Regions from separate parts of the Mus musculus genome. Here region 2 is linked to region 1. A link is a contact called in public HiChIP or PLAC-seq data. All regions are on one chromosome and are shown on one strand. The core of a region is the stretch at or near the end of the contact, and the rest is flanking DNA. Distances in the headings are between cores, read along the strand shown. Region 1 holds the start of Gm51701 (a long non-coding RNA gene). Region 2 has its middle 31 kb from the start of Gm39469.

Region 1 (5,610 bases), core at 758-3,257:
ATCTGCTGTTTTCTTAATGATAACACTCCCACTAAAAATGTATACAACTCTCTTTCCCCCACCTTTTCACCAGCATCTGTTGTTATTTGTTTTCTTAATGATAGTCTTTCTGACAAAGGTCCCTGGTAGCCTGGAAGTACGCCAATTTGGACATCTAATTCACTCTGGCTGGCAGATAATGATGATTCAGTTGACATTCTACTGTTACCGTGTAAGAAAACCCACAGATGGATGAACTTGGCAGGAGCATACTTGTGCAGGGAGATGGTAAGGCTTTTGCCAGGAAGAGAGAAAGAGAAAGAGAGAAAGAGAGAGAGAGAGAGAGAGAGAAAGAAAGAAAGAAGGAAGGAAGGAAGGAAAGAAAGGGCAGGAAGGGAAGAAAAGGAAAGGGGACGCAAGGACAGAAAAGAGGGGGAAATCCCACAGGTGAACAGCCCAGCTTTCCTGAATCCTATTCTATAAAACCATAATTAGAATAGAATGGGTGCTATTATATCTATTATGTGGAGTAATTTACTACACAGCTGGGATAATCAGTACATTACTATAGAGGAGTATGCAAAAATTAACCAGGAAAAACTCAAAATCAAATTTTATGCATATTCTAGCCTGATATACATAGTAAGTTCCAGATGTCCAGGGCTACAAAAAAGAAACCCCATTTTCTATTTTTAAAAAGTACTTTATCATTACAAAAACATCAAAAATTCATAAAACTTCCTCTGTGTGACTATTTTAAGGAATCAATACAAGATTTGAGAAATTACATGGAGTCTTGCAAAGTCTTGATAATGGAACCTGTTGACAGTCACAAAGTGCACTCAATCCCTTTGGAGTCTCGGAGCTCCGTGCTAATACGTGTCAGTCTCCGTCTTGGACCACACCTTCTAGAATGCCTGAAATTTAGAGAGAACACTAACGAATTATCAAAACCAGCCTTTGGTGTGCACTCAAGTGCGATGGAAAGATTTCCTAAGTCATCGTAATTTGTTCACATGGAAACAGCAGAGAAAGCTAGAAGACACTAGCTTCGAAACTTCTTAGTTGTCTGTCCCTGAGCCCTTTGTGGTACTTCCTCCTCAGAGCCCAGCTCCAGCAGTCCCCTTAGCGGCTGTTTTTAGCAACCACACCCTCTGACTGTGGGTTTGCTCTGCAGTGGCTTTAAGGTTTGAATACGAAATGCCTTCCACAAACAGACACTACAGAATCTTAGGTGTCGAGACAATGGGCATTTGAGAAGGAATTGGAACCTTCAGATCCTGGACTCCTTCCTTGGTAGATTCGTAATATGAGAGCATTCTTAGGAGACAGCCAAAACAGGAAGTGGGATCCAGATAAGAGAAGCAGGTCGTTTAGGGTGTGCCCCTGAAGGATGTATCTTTTACCCCTTCCCCTTTGTGTCCTTCCTGTCTCCTTCTTTGACTTCTGGCCACTATGGGGTGAACAGTATCTGCCGTATACTCCTGCCACCACGGTGTTCCACCTCACTGAAGATCTAGAAACACGGCAAAGGGTCAGGAACTAAGCATCTGAAACTGTGACCCAAAACAAATTCTCTCTTTAATTTGTTCCTCTCAGAACACATTTCACTATGTGTCATAGTGGGGGGAGGGGGGAGTCTAACACAGAGTATGTACACAAAGCCTCACAATGGGACTGTTGATGTAATTCGGTTGGTAGAGTGCTTGTCTATTACCAGCAGAGCCCCGAGTTCCATCCTCAGCACTGCACAAACCAAATGTGGTTTAGTTCCAGCACTCAGGGAGCAGTAGCGGTTTGAAGCCAGCCTAGGACACCCTGTCTCAAAACAAACAAATGAAAAACATTGGGATTCAATGAACAGAACTGATATTAGTCCACTGTGTTCATAGCGTTCATGATGGTCCACGGTAGCTTAGACTTCCTGGTAGTCATTTCCTTGAGTCAGGCTGACCTTAGAGTATAGAAAGAAGTTTACTGTCTTGCTGTCACGCATTGCTGTTGCTTGCGGTCATGTCACAGGACTCTGAGGCAGTAGTGGAGAGACTCGTGAGATGAGGAAGTGAGGTCTCTGCGAGCAGCCGGAGGCATGAACACCTGAAAGCAATTAAGCCCCACCTCCAGCCAAATCTCCTAATGACGGAGTAGACGTTCTCCCTCGTCCGAGAGAGACTGTAGTGAAACGACCCCACTAAGATGTCTCAAATTCCCAACACACAAGACTGTATGACACAATACATGCTTCCTGTTTAAGTCCTGATGTCCCATGGTGATTTTTACTATTTATATGTAATATGCTCATCATGCAAATGAAAAGTAAGCTCAGAGACAGCAACAGAGGACGCACAGTGGGACCCCAGAGCAAAGGCTGATCGTTCACCAGTTCTTCAATTGACTGCAGATGAGAGAGGTCAGGTTGGGGGACACTGAAGCCATTCCCAAGCAAGATGGATGGGCCACCAGCTCAGCTCCTCTCACTGGCAATCTCTGAGAACAGAAGTGACCCAGATTCTGTTTTCCCTTGCTTGGGGAAACATCTGCCTCCACATGCACGGTTCTCTCCACCTAAACAAAATAATTGACTCAAGTCCCTGTGCCACTGGACCTCCACTGGCGCCACACGTGAAATGACCACTGACTCTCACAGCTACAGTGCTGCCAGCTGTGCCCAACGAGGGCTGTGGGGCCGGCCTCGCACCGAGGATCACTGCCTACAACTCTGACCTTGCCTCACAGGTCCCCCGTTGTTGATTCGCGAGGTTACTCTTGAATAGGTGCTAAGGGAGCTTTTGAAATGCACACGATATCCAGTTACTCACTGGTCATATGAATGTCAATCACCCCTGCACAGGCGGGGCTACAGGCTATTTGAGCTCTCGGGAGGAAGCAGAATGTGATGGCTACTGAGTAACAACCAGCCAGTCCTACTGGTTCTGTCTTTTCATCCTTGAACACATTCCGTTAAGAGTCACTATAATCCCCAGGCACAAGTGAATTGAGCGAGTCAAAGGGTTTTAGAAAAGAAAGCCACATCGCCGGGGCGTGGTGACGCACGCCTTTGGTCCCAGCACCCAGGCAGAGGCAGGCGGATTTCTGAGTTCGAGGCCAGCCTGGTCTACAGAGTGAGTTCCAGGACAGCCAGGACTACACAGAGAAACCCTGTCTCGAAAAACAAAAAACAAACAAACAAAAAAAGGAAGCCAAAAGTTCTAAGTAGCCCACTGCCAGTCTTCAAGGTCAAGAGAGACCTGGGATGGTGAACCTTGCTGATCAAGTGAAATAATATAAGCCCGGAGCCTTCTGTGGAACCCGAGAATTCCAGCACCAAAGAGGAAGAAATGACACGCAAGGTGTCAGTAAAGAAAACTCCAGAGCCCATTGTGGGTTAAGTGGGGTTGTGTTGCTGGCCGGTCTCCACCACAGTCTCCTCTCCACCTGCTCCTCTTCAAACGGATGCCTTGGATCCTTGATGGTCTTCAGAGTTACTTTGGGGTTTGACACTGGGAAGAGCCACTATCTGATAGAAATATTAAATCAGTCACATATGTACTTTTAAATCCTTTTCTAGACACACTGTCGTTAAACATCTAAAATAGATAAAGGGTGTAACTCGATGGTAGAGTATTTGCAAGTATACGCAAGGCCCAGGGTTCAATCTCTGAGCGATGAGGGGAGGGGAGTCGATGTGGGGAATAAGTTAAATTAATGCTATATTTAACATACCTAACATATGTTAACATGTAACTAGTTTATTATATAGACTAAAAGGACGGTCTGCATTTTTATTCTACTATCTTCAAAACCTGGTGTGTAGTTTGTACTTAAACACACTGTAGTTAAGATCAACCGACTAACAAGGTACAACAACTCTCAGAGCTGTGTGCCTGACATGCGAAAAGGAAGGAATTGTCCTTTAAAAAAGCGACAGTCTCCCTCTGGTGGGAAAAACGGAAATTGCAGGAATAAACAAAAGACTCCAAAGAGCAAAAACAGCTGTGACACCCACACTGGGCCGCCTGCCCTGGTGTTGTGTTTGCATTTTATTTATTTTATTATTTTATTCACACACACTCACTCATGGTCATCCCCCTGCCTCAGAAAATCACTCACAGTCATTCCCCTGCCTCAGAAATTCACTCACAGTCATCCCCCTGCCTCACACACACAATCAGTGCCATCCACCTGCCTCACACACTCACTCAGGGTCATCCCCCTGCCTCAGAAACACACTAACAGTCATCCCCCTGCCTCAGAAACTCACTCACAGTTAAACCCCTGCCTCATACATTCACTCAGCTTCATCCCCTGCCTCATTTTCATGCCCCTGCCTCTCGCATTCAATCAGCATCATTCCCCTGCCTCAGAGACTCAAACACAGTTATCCCTCTGCCTCAGAAAATCACTCACATTCATGCGCTGCCTCACACAGTCATACAGCGTCCTACCCCTGCCTCACACGTTCAATCCAGGTCATCCCCCTGCCTCAGATACTCACTCACAGTCATCCCCCTGCCTCACACAGTCACTCAGCGTCATCCCCCTGCCTCACACATTCAATCCAGGTCATCTCCCTGCCTCGGAAACTCACTCACAGTCATTCCCCCGCCTCAAACAATCACTCAGCATCAACCCCCTGCCTCAGACAGTCACTCCCCGCGCCTGTGCTCCCTGATTTAAAGCGCGACCCCTTCACCGGGTCGGATCCGCCAGCCTGGCCGGCTTCCCCTCACCCTGGCTGGGAGGCGACGGGCAGATCCGACCCCTTGGAGGACTTCCGGAGCGGAAGTTTTTCCCGGCGTGCTCTCTGCCGCCACCCGGTGGTGACCGAGGAGAATGCGGCCGTCGTGAGGATTCCATTGTCTTCTTTCAAATGACGTCACCACCGGGAGGCTCGATGGCGGCCGCGCTGCAGACGGGAGGGGCCGGGGGTCCAGACTGTCCGTGTGGATTCTCGGGTCCCGTCTGTCTCGCTTTCCCCAGGGCGGGACCCCTCCCCCACCCCCAAAATCACTCGCCGTGAGGACCAAAGGCCACAGGGATCATCCCCCTGCCTCACACATTCATTCCTGGTCATCCCCCTGCCTCAGAAACACACTCACAGTCATCCCCCTGCCTCAGAAACTTTTTTTGGTTTTTCGAGACAGGGTTTCTCTGTGTAGCCCTGGCTGTCCTGGAGCTCACTCTGTAGACCAGGCTGGCCTCCAACTCAGCAATCCCCCTGCCTCTGCCCCTCTCTACGTGTGCCACAAATACTCGTTAATGTGCTGGACTCTGGAACACAAGGGATCGCAGGCAGCGCCGACCGGGCAGAGGCGGGGAGACGCCTGCGCGGAAGGTCCCCCCTCAGGGGACGCGGGGCCCCCCCGGCCGGCGGAGGAGGCGGGGCCGTGGCTGGTGGGGACAGCAGAGTCGCCGCGGCTCCTCTCTTCCGCGCCCCGCCTTGAACGAGGAGCTCACGCGATCCGCGTCCCGGCTCGGCCCCGCGGGACAGAGTCAGAGGCCGCCGGCGCCGCTCTGAGGCGGGAAGCCCGGGGCGCTGTGTCGCGCACATCGGCCAAGGGGGACGCAGAGGCGGGGCTGTCTGTCTGTCTGTCTGTCTGTCCGTGTGTGCGGAGGCTGAGCTCCCGGCAG
Region 2 (6,519 bases), core at 3,268-5,767, 320 kb before region 1:
GGAAGGAGTTACAGAGACAAAGTTTGGAGCTGAGAGGGAAACATGGACCATCTAGAAACTGCCATATCTGGGGATCCATCCCATAATCAGCTTCCAAACGCTGACACCATTGCATACACTAGCAAGATTTTGCTGAAAGGACCCAGATGTAGCTGTCTCTTGTGAGACAATGCCGGGGCCTAGCAAACACAGAAGTGGATGTTCACAGTCAGCTATTGGATGGATCACAGGGCTCCCAATGGAGGAGCTAGAGAAAGTACCCAAGGAGCTAAAGGGATCTGCAACCCTATAGGTGGAACAACATTATGAACTAACCAGTACCCCGGAGCTCTTGTCTCTAGCTGCATATGTATCAAAAGATGGCCTAGTCGGCCATCACTGGGAAAGAGAGGCCCATTGGACACGAAAACTGTATATGCCCCAGTACAGGGGAATGCCAGGGCCAGAAAATGGGAATGGGTGGGTAGGGAAGTGGGGGGGAGGGTATGGGGGGACTTTTGGGATAGCATTCTAAATGTAATTGAGGAAAATACATAATAATAAAAATATTTTTAAAAATCTATCAATATAAATAATTATAAGAATCATAAAAGTAGAACTTTACATCATATTTTAAATAAACAGCTTATGTACAATATAGTCTAAAAAACCACCTTAAATTTCTATTAATGTATAATAAAAACAAAACAACCATAAATTTCTACCAATATACAGTGATTCAAAAAAACAAATTTCTATCAGTAATTCAAACAAAACAACCTTAAATTTCTATCAGTATACAATAGTTTGAACCTACCATCCTAGATGATAAAAAACACCATAGGACATCAAGCAGCCAAAACCTTCCATTCCAACTTCAGGGATCAGGATGATGGTCTTATAATTGACTCATGCTGAATTGGGGTGAAGAATTCCTGTTTGGGGCCCAAGGAAAAAATGGCTAATACAAACAAACAAACAAACAAAAATTAATTGTAGCATTTGTTACACTGTCTCTGTTTTTATCCAGTCTATGTGTTGCCTGTCAAGCCTATGTGTTGTTCAGTCTCTGTGTGATTGATCATTTGGGCTAGCCCTTTTGAAGTTGATGTGCACTCATATTTTGTAGAAATGTAACTGAAACAGTCTGTGAGAGTGAATCACCTAGATTTATTTGATTTGTGAAGACATCTCCATCTTATACCTATTGCAGGGTTACATTCTAATGTCAACACATTTTTATAAGTCTGTTGGCCTAGTTTATCAGTTTTTCTTTTTGTGATAACCCAATATCTCTTAGCTGCTGTTGTTCCATACTTAGACCAAGAAGGTGTTATTTAATCTGATTCTGGGGGCATTTACTATGCCTTTTTATTTAATAAGCATCTATTTTAAGGTACAACTGGCCTTTTCTATAACTGCTTGTCCTGTGGGATTGTGTGGTATACCAGTTACATGCTTTATATTATAATATGGAAAGAATTATTTCATTTTATTGGATACATATATGGGAACATTATCAGTTTTAATTTGTGCAGGTATTCTGCTAATTGGCATTACTTCCAATACGTGTGTAATTAACGCAGTCAGTCTTTTTAGAACTTAAAGCTGTTGCCCACTGAAACCCTGAGTATGTGTCAATGTTGGTGTATATACCTTTGTTTTCCAAATTCTGCAAATGGAAAACATCCATGTGCCAGATGTCATGTCTTTTGTTCCCCTAGGGTTACTACCAGCAGATAACAGAATTTGTTTGCATAGAGAACACGTAGGATTTTTATTATTATTATTATTTCTTTGGCTTGTTGCCAAGTGATAGAAACTTTTTTCTTTAAACCTCTCCTATTAATAAGATGTTTTTCATTACATTTTGAGGCTTCTAACACATTTTCTATTTTTTTTTTGTCATTTCTCTATGGTAATTGAAAGTTTTGCTGGTCATTGAAGTGGAAGTTTCTTGATATTTTATATGATGCAGATTCACAAGGTACTTTACTGAAGCAGACTTTTGTGGTATTTGCTGAGGCAAATCATGGGAAGACATGTGCTGTTTAGAGAGAATATAAATAGGACTCAATAGACAGTGATAGCTTGTTTGCATAGCTAGCTCTGCAACGCTTCATTGGTCTCACATCTTCACTGATCTTCACTTTCTTGAGAGAGGCACAGCAGAGAACTTCTCCTGGAGTTCTTGCTAGAAAATTGGAATTGCCCCCAAAACTACTTCTAAACAGGCCCATATCCCGGTTCCTATTTGCCATCTTTTCTCTCCTACCATTGGACGGTGGGCTAGAAGCAGGGGTCAAAGCATTCTGGTCCACTCTATTTGGTGTTCTCTAAGCTTCTTGTGCATTTATTTCTTTAAGTTAGAGAAATTTTCTTCTATGATTTGTGTCAAAGATATTTTCTGGGTCATTGTATTTTGAGTTTTCTCCTATATTTCTATGATTTTTAGGCTTGGTGTTTTTCATAGTGTCCAAAATTTCTTGGATATTTTGTGTTAGAAAGTTTTTAGCTTTAGCATTTTCTTTGACTGATGTATCATTCTCTTCTATGATATCTTCTATGCCTGAGATTCTCACTTCTATCTCTTGTATTCTGTTGATAGTCTATAGTTCCTGTCTTCTTTACTAGGTTTTCCATCTCCAGGATTGCCTCAGATTGGGGTTATTTAAAATTGCTTCTATTTTCATTTTCAAGTTTTGTACAATTTTATTCATTACTTTCATCTGTTTGGTTGTAGTTTATTCACTTCCTCTTGAAAGGCCTTTATCATCTTCTTAAGATTAGATTTAAACCCATTTTCTTGTGATTCAGTTGTGGTTGGATATTCTGTGCTTGATATAGTAGGAGGGGTGGGTTCTAGGATTGTCATATTGTCCTTACTTTTGTTGATTGTTTTCTTATGCTGGTCTTTAGCCATCTGGTTGTCCCTAGTATTGGAAGGCCTAGTAGGGTCTGATGGTAGCAGGCCTCTGCGATTGCAGTAGAGCTGCTTGTCCTTGATGATAGCAGGCTTCCAGAGATGCAGAGATGCAGAGCTGGTAGTCCTTGGTGGTTTCAGGCTGCTAGTTGTCCTGGTTAAGGGCAGGTCTCCAGGGATCCTGGTAGACCTGGTGGTCCCTGAATATTTCAGGCCTCTGTTTGTCCTGGTTAGCAGCAGGCATATACTGTCATGGCATAAAGTGAATGAGTAAAACCATACTCCTGAGCATTTGGTTTTTTATCTATGGTAGTTTTAATCTATTCATAAAGAGGTACAGATCTTGTCCTTAAAAATCTAATAGCTTTTTTGTATTTAGCATACCACTTTCAAAAGCTAGAGATTCAATTAAAATTTCTCTTGCAGATGGATCTGATGTTCTATTCAGAGCTATAGTTAATTTTTGTGAAAAGTCAGTGAAAGATTCTTTTATCTTTGTAAATGATTCAGCTCATCATTGTTGTTCAAGCTTGTCTCAAGCATTTAAGGCTATTGTGTGACTTTGTTCTAGGACAGCATCCTTGAAAGTAACCGGTACTCTTAATTCAGAGAACAAACCTTCACCTCGTAATGAATCCTTTACAAAGTCGTTACCTCTAGTCCTATTTCTTCCCTCCACAATTGAAGACTCCTCTTCCCATCATGTTTGCCATTGTAATTGAGGGCCAGGCTCTAGAATGTCTGTCATCAAGTTTCTCCAATCTTTTCAAATTATACAATTCTGTGTCGCCCAGTTATTAAGTATCTGACATATGGTAAATGTAAGCCATAGCTTGTTACTGCTTTCTTAAATCTTTTTAAATTTTTGCCTCTATGGGTTGCCATTCAAATTCTTGATTATCCTGGGGATTTCCTTCATCTCCACCTAATTCCTTTATTAAGGATGGGAAAAGCATTTCAGTTGTTTTTTTTTTTTAAAAAAACAGACAAAGCCTGTCCTTTTGAAGTCTTGTTACAAAGTGCTGCTGTAGGTTCTAGCCTTTCTTCTTCTGTTTTTATGGTCTGCTTTAATTTTATTTATAATTTTTTGTAACTTTTCTTCTAAGGTGTTTCCAGTTTTTATTATCTCCCTATTCTAGTACCTTTATTATCTTAAAACCCTCCTCAATTTTGTTTGTAAATTTCTCTAACTTTTCCTTTAATGTATGTCTCTATATCTTTATTATCTTAGTATATTCCTCAGTCCAATTTATACATTTTTGTAAATTTTCCTCTAAATCTTGTTGCTTTGCTAAGATCTTCTTTGAGAAGACACAGAAAACCAGTATGCTTATTTAAGGAAAGAATGAGGATTATTAATTCAACAATAATCATAACCAATACTGTGTCAGTTTCAGTTAGGTCATCTCTCTCCCTCTCCCTCTCCTTCTCCCTCTCCCATTTAAAATGGCATTAGATAAACTCCAAAATCTCTGTGATATTGTACCTCTCATCTTTATATACTGTATTTCTTTTAATTTATTTATTTCAAGTCATTTATATCTGTCTGTGAAATTTTGGTCAGGTCTGTAGTGTTAGTTTCCTCTTTGTGTTCTCTGTCTCCCTCTGCTGCTCAGCTCAGGACACTCACAGTAGTTAGTCCAGTCCTGGTCCTTTTGCTCACAGGGAGGGATGGAAAGGCCTCTCAACTGGAAAAACCACTTTGGGTCACTGATGTCCTGAGCCCTGGTGACACCTTGACATTTCATGCTGAACCAGTGCTCATAACCTTGTCTCAGTCTTTGTGGGAAGAAAGGATTGGTGCCAGGTTCCAGATGGGCTTTGGTTTAAGTCCACCTTCTTTCTGTCATGCCCCTACCCTGGGGAAGGCTCTAGAAAAGCTGCTGTGGAACTCTTCAACACTTGGACTGAGGCATCCCATGGCTAATTTCAGAGCTGTGTGCAGATCCAAACTCTGTGGCTGGTGCATGAAGCCAAGCACAGTCCTTGAAGAACTAGTTCTACTACTGTGGGCATGCTGAGGAGCTTGGGCTATGCCACTGCTGTTCTCCCAGTAGCTGCAGTAGTGTGACTCTACCAAGGTTAGTTTGGTCTAGTCCTGTGCCCACTCCCACATCAGACCCTAACTGGGAGATCTGTTGCACCTGTATCTGTTGGCCGGAGTGAAGCTGTGGGCTCAAGGGCCTCATTCAAGTGTTTAGTAGCTCAGCAAGGCATTAGGAGCCACACTTTCATTGGGGGTGGGGAGGGACTTTACCAAGGACTTTCTCAGGTTAGCTTGGATTCAATGTCCCACATATGGGACATCAGATAATGAACTAACTATATGTAGGCTTTCCTGACCCACTCTATCCTGTTTAGTTTCAGAGTAAACAACATAGAGATAACAGATATTAATAAGCTTCAAACATAAACTAGGCAGGTTCTGTGCTATTCTAACTTACAGTCAAACCATACACACCATGCTACTTGCAGTTTGAGTCTCACCTGGATTATTCTGTTCCATGTGTGTCCTCATGGAGAGCTTCTTTTGCCATATGGTCATGGTCCATCCTCATTGTTCATCCTCCTTCATGGGGACCTCCTTCTTTCTGTTCTCTCTTCCTCCTCGTGGTCCCTACCTGAGAGCCCCTATTCAATCTCAAGTTCTTCCTTTCTCTCTTTCCTGCCCAGTCAAATGTTCTAGCCTTTTTAAACCAATCACAGATTACAGGGGAACATTCTTTACAACATATTGATTATTACAGCGCCCCAGTATCAAGTTATAGTCTGATCGGGGCACAGAACTCAGCTTTTGAATACACAGCTCACAAGACTAACCCCAATAGGGGTTAACTTAAGTTTTAAGAGGTAGTTGAGAACAAGCCTAAGGTAAAGCCAAGATTTCATAAATAAAAAAATCTTGCCAGGCAGTGGTGGTGCACGCCTTTAATCCCAGCACTTGGGAGGCAGAGGCAGGTGAATTTCTGAGTTCGAGTCCTATCGAGATAGTCTGGCAATAATTGGCACTCAACAGTTTTAATTAGAGTGCCATTCATAGGGCATATAATCAAAACTTAGGCTTTCAGGTGATACTACTCACTGCTACGCTTTTGATGGGGATTTTAAGAAATTTCTCTGTAGTCCATTGCCATGGTGTATAGAAACTAGTGTTTATTGTGCAATAGCTATACCAAGGGAAGCTCATGAATGTTGGCTATACTGTAAATTAGAATATTAATTTATATCAAAGGCACAAGGAAAATAAACATTGGATTGCATCTGCATTGATTCATGTAATTTTTTATACATGTGTGAACAATATAGGACATTAGGAACAAATAGAAAAATGAGCAAATGTTTGTCATACATTATGTTCATTGCAGACATGAATCTAAACATTGCAATGTAGGCTTATTTACTCCTCACTATTTTTCCATATTGAGAGTGGTATTAGTCTCATTTCTCTGAAAAGAACCTGAAGCTCAGAAGTTAGTCTAAATACTTTGAAGTGTCAAAGCTCAGACAATGACATGAATCATTTATTCTAGAGACTATACTTTATCTATGAGTGCAGAGCTTTCAAACTGTTCAGCAAAACAATAATTATGTGCTTTAGAAACCTAACTTGACTACAT

The links. HiChIP or PLAC-seq counts read pairs in DNA pulled down with a chosen protein or histone mark.
Region 2: a contact with region 1 is called in an H3K4me3 HiChIP or PLAC-seq map of bone marrow-derived macrophages, with 9 times the contacts expected there. The contact joins two enhancer-like sites. A contact is called at or near these places in 1 of 15 datasets of contacts at CTCF or cohesin (pro-B cells), 20 of 115 datasets of contacts at active chromatin or transcription factors (the 230-238 cell line, CD8 T cells, DN3 thymocytes and 7 more) and 1 of 9 other capture datasets (embryonic tail).

Annotation. Positions count from the first base shown.
Region 1 is chr9:123,924,633-123,930,242 of GRCm38.p6, reverse strand. It overlaps Gm51701 (a long non-coding RNA gene), which reads right to left and starts at 5,095. Exons shown (of 2, transcript XR_003948284.1): 1 at 4,710-5,095; 2 at 1,537-3,496. Within about 2 kb of position 2,007, at least 175 of the 459 cell types and tissues checked have an H3K27ac peak or open chromatin away from gene starts, as enhancers often do. A contact at or near this core is called in bone marrow-derived macrophages, where this site is marked.
Region 2 is chr9:124,249,644-124,256,162 of GRCm38.p6, reverse strand. No RefSeq gene overlaps it. Among named protein-coding and RNA genes, the nearest start is that of Gm39469, 31 kb to the left of the region's middle. Within about 2 kb of position 4,517, at least 6 of the 459 cell types and tissues checked have an H3K27ac peak or open chromatin away from gene starts, as enhancers often do. A contact at or near this core is called in bone marrow-derived macrophages, where this site is marked.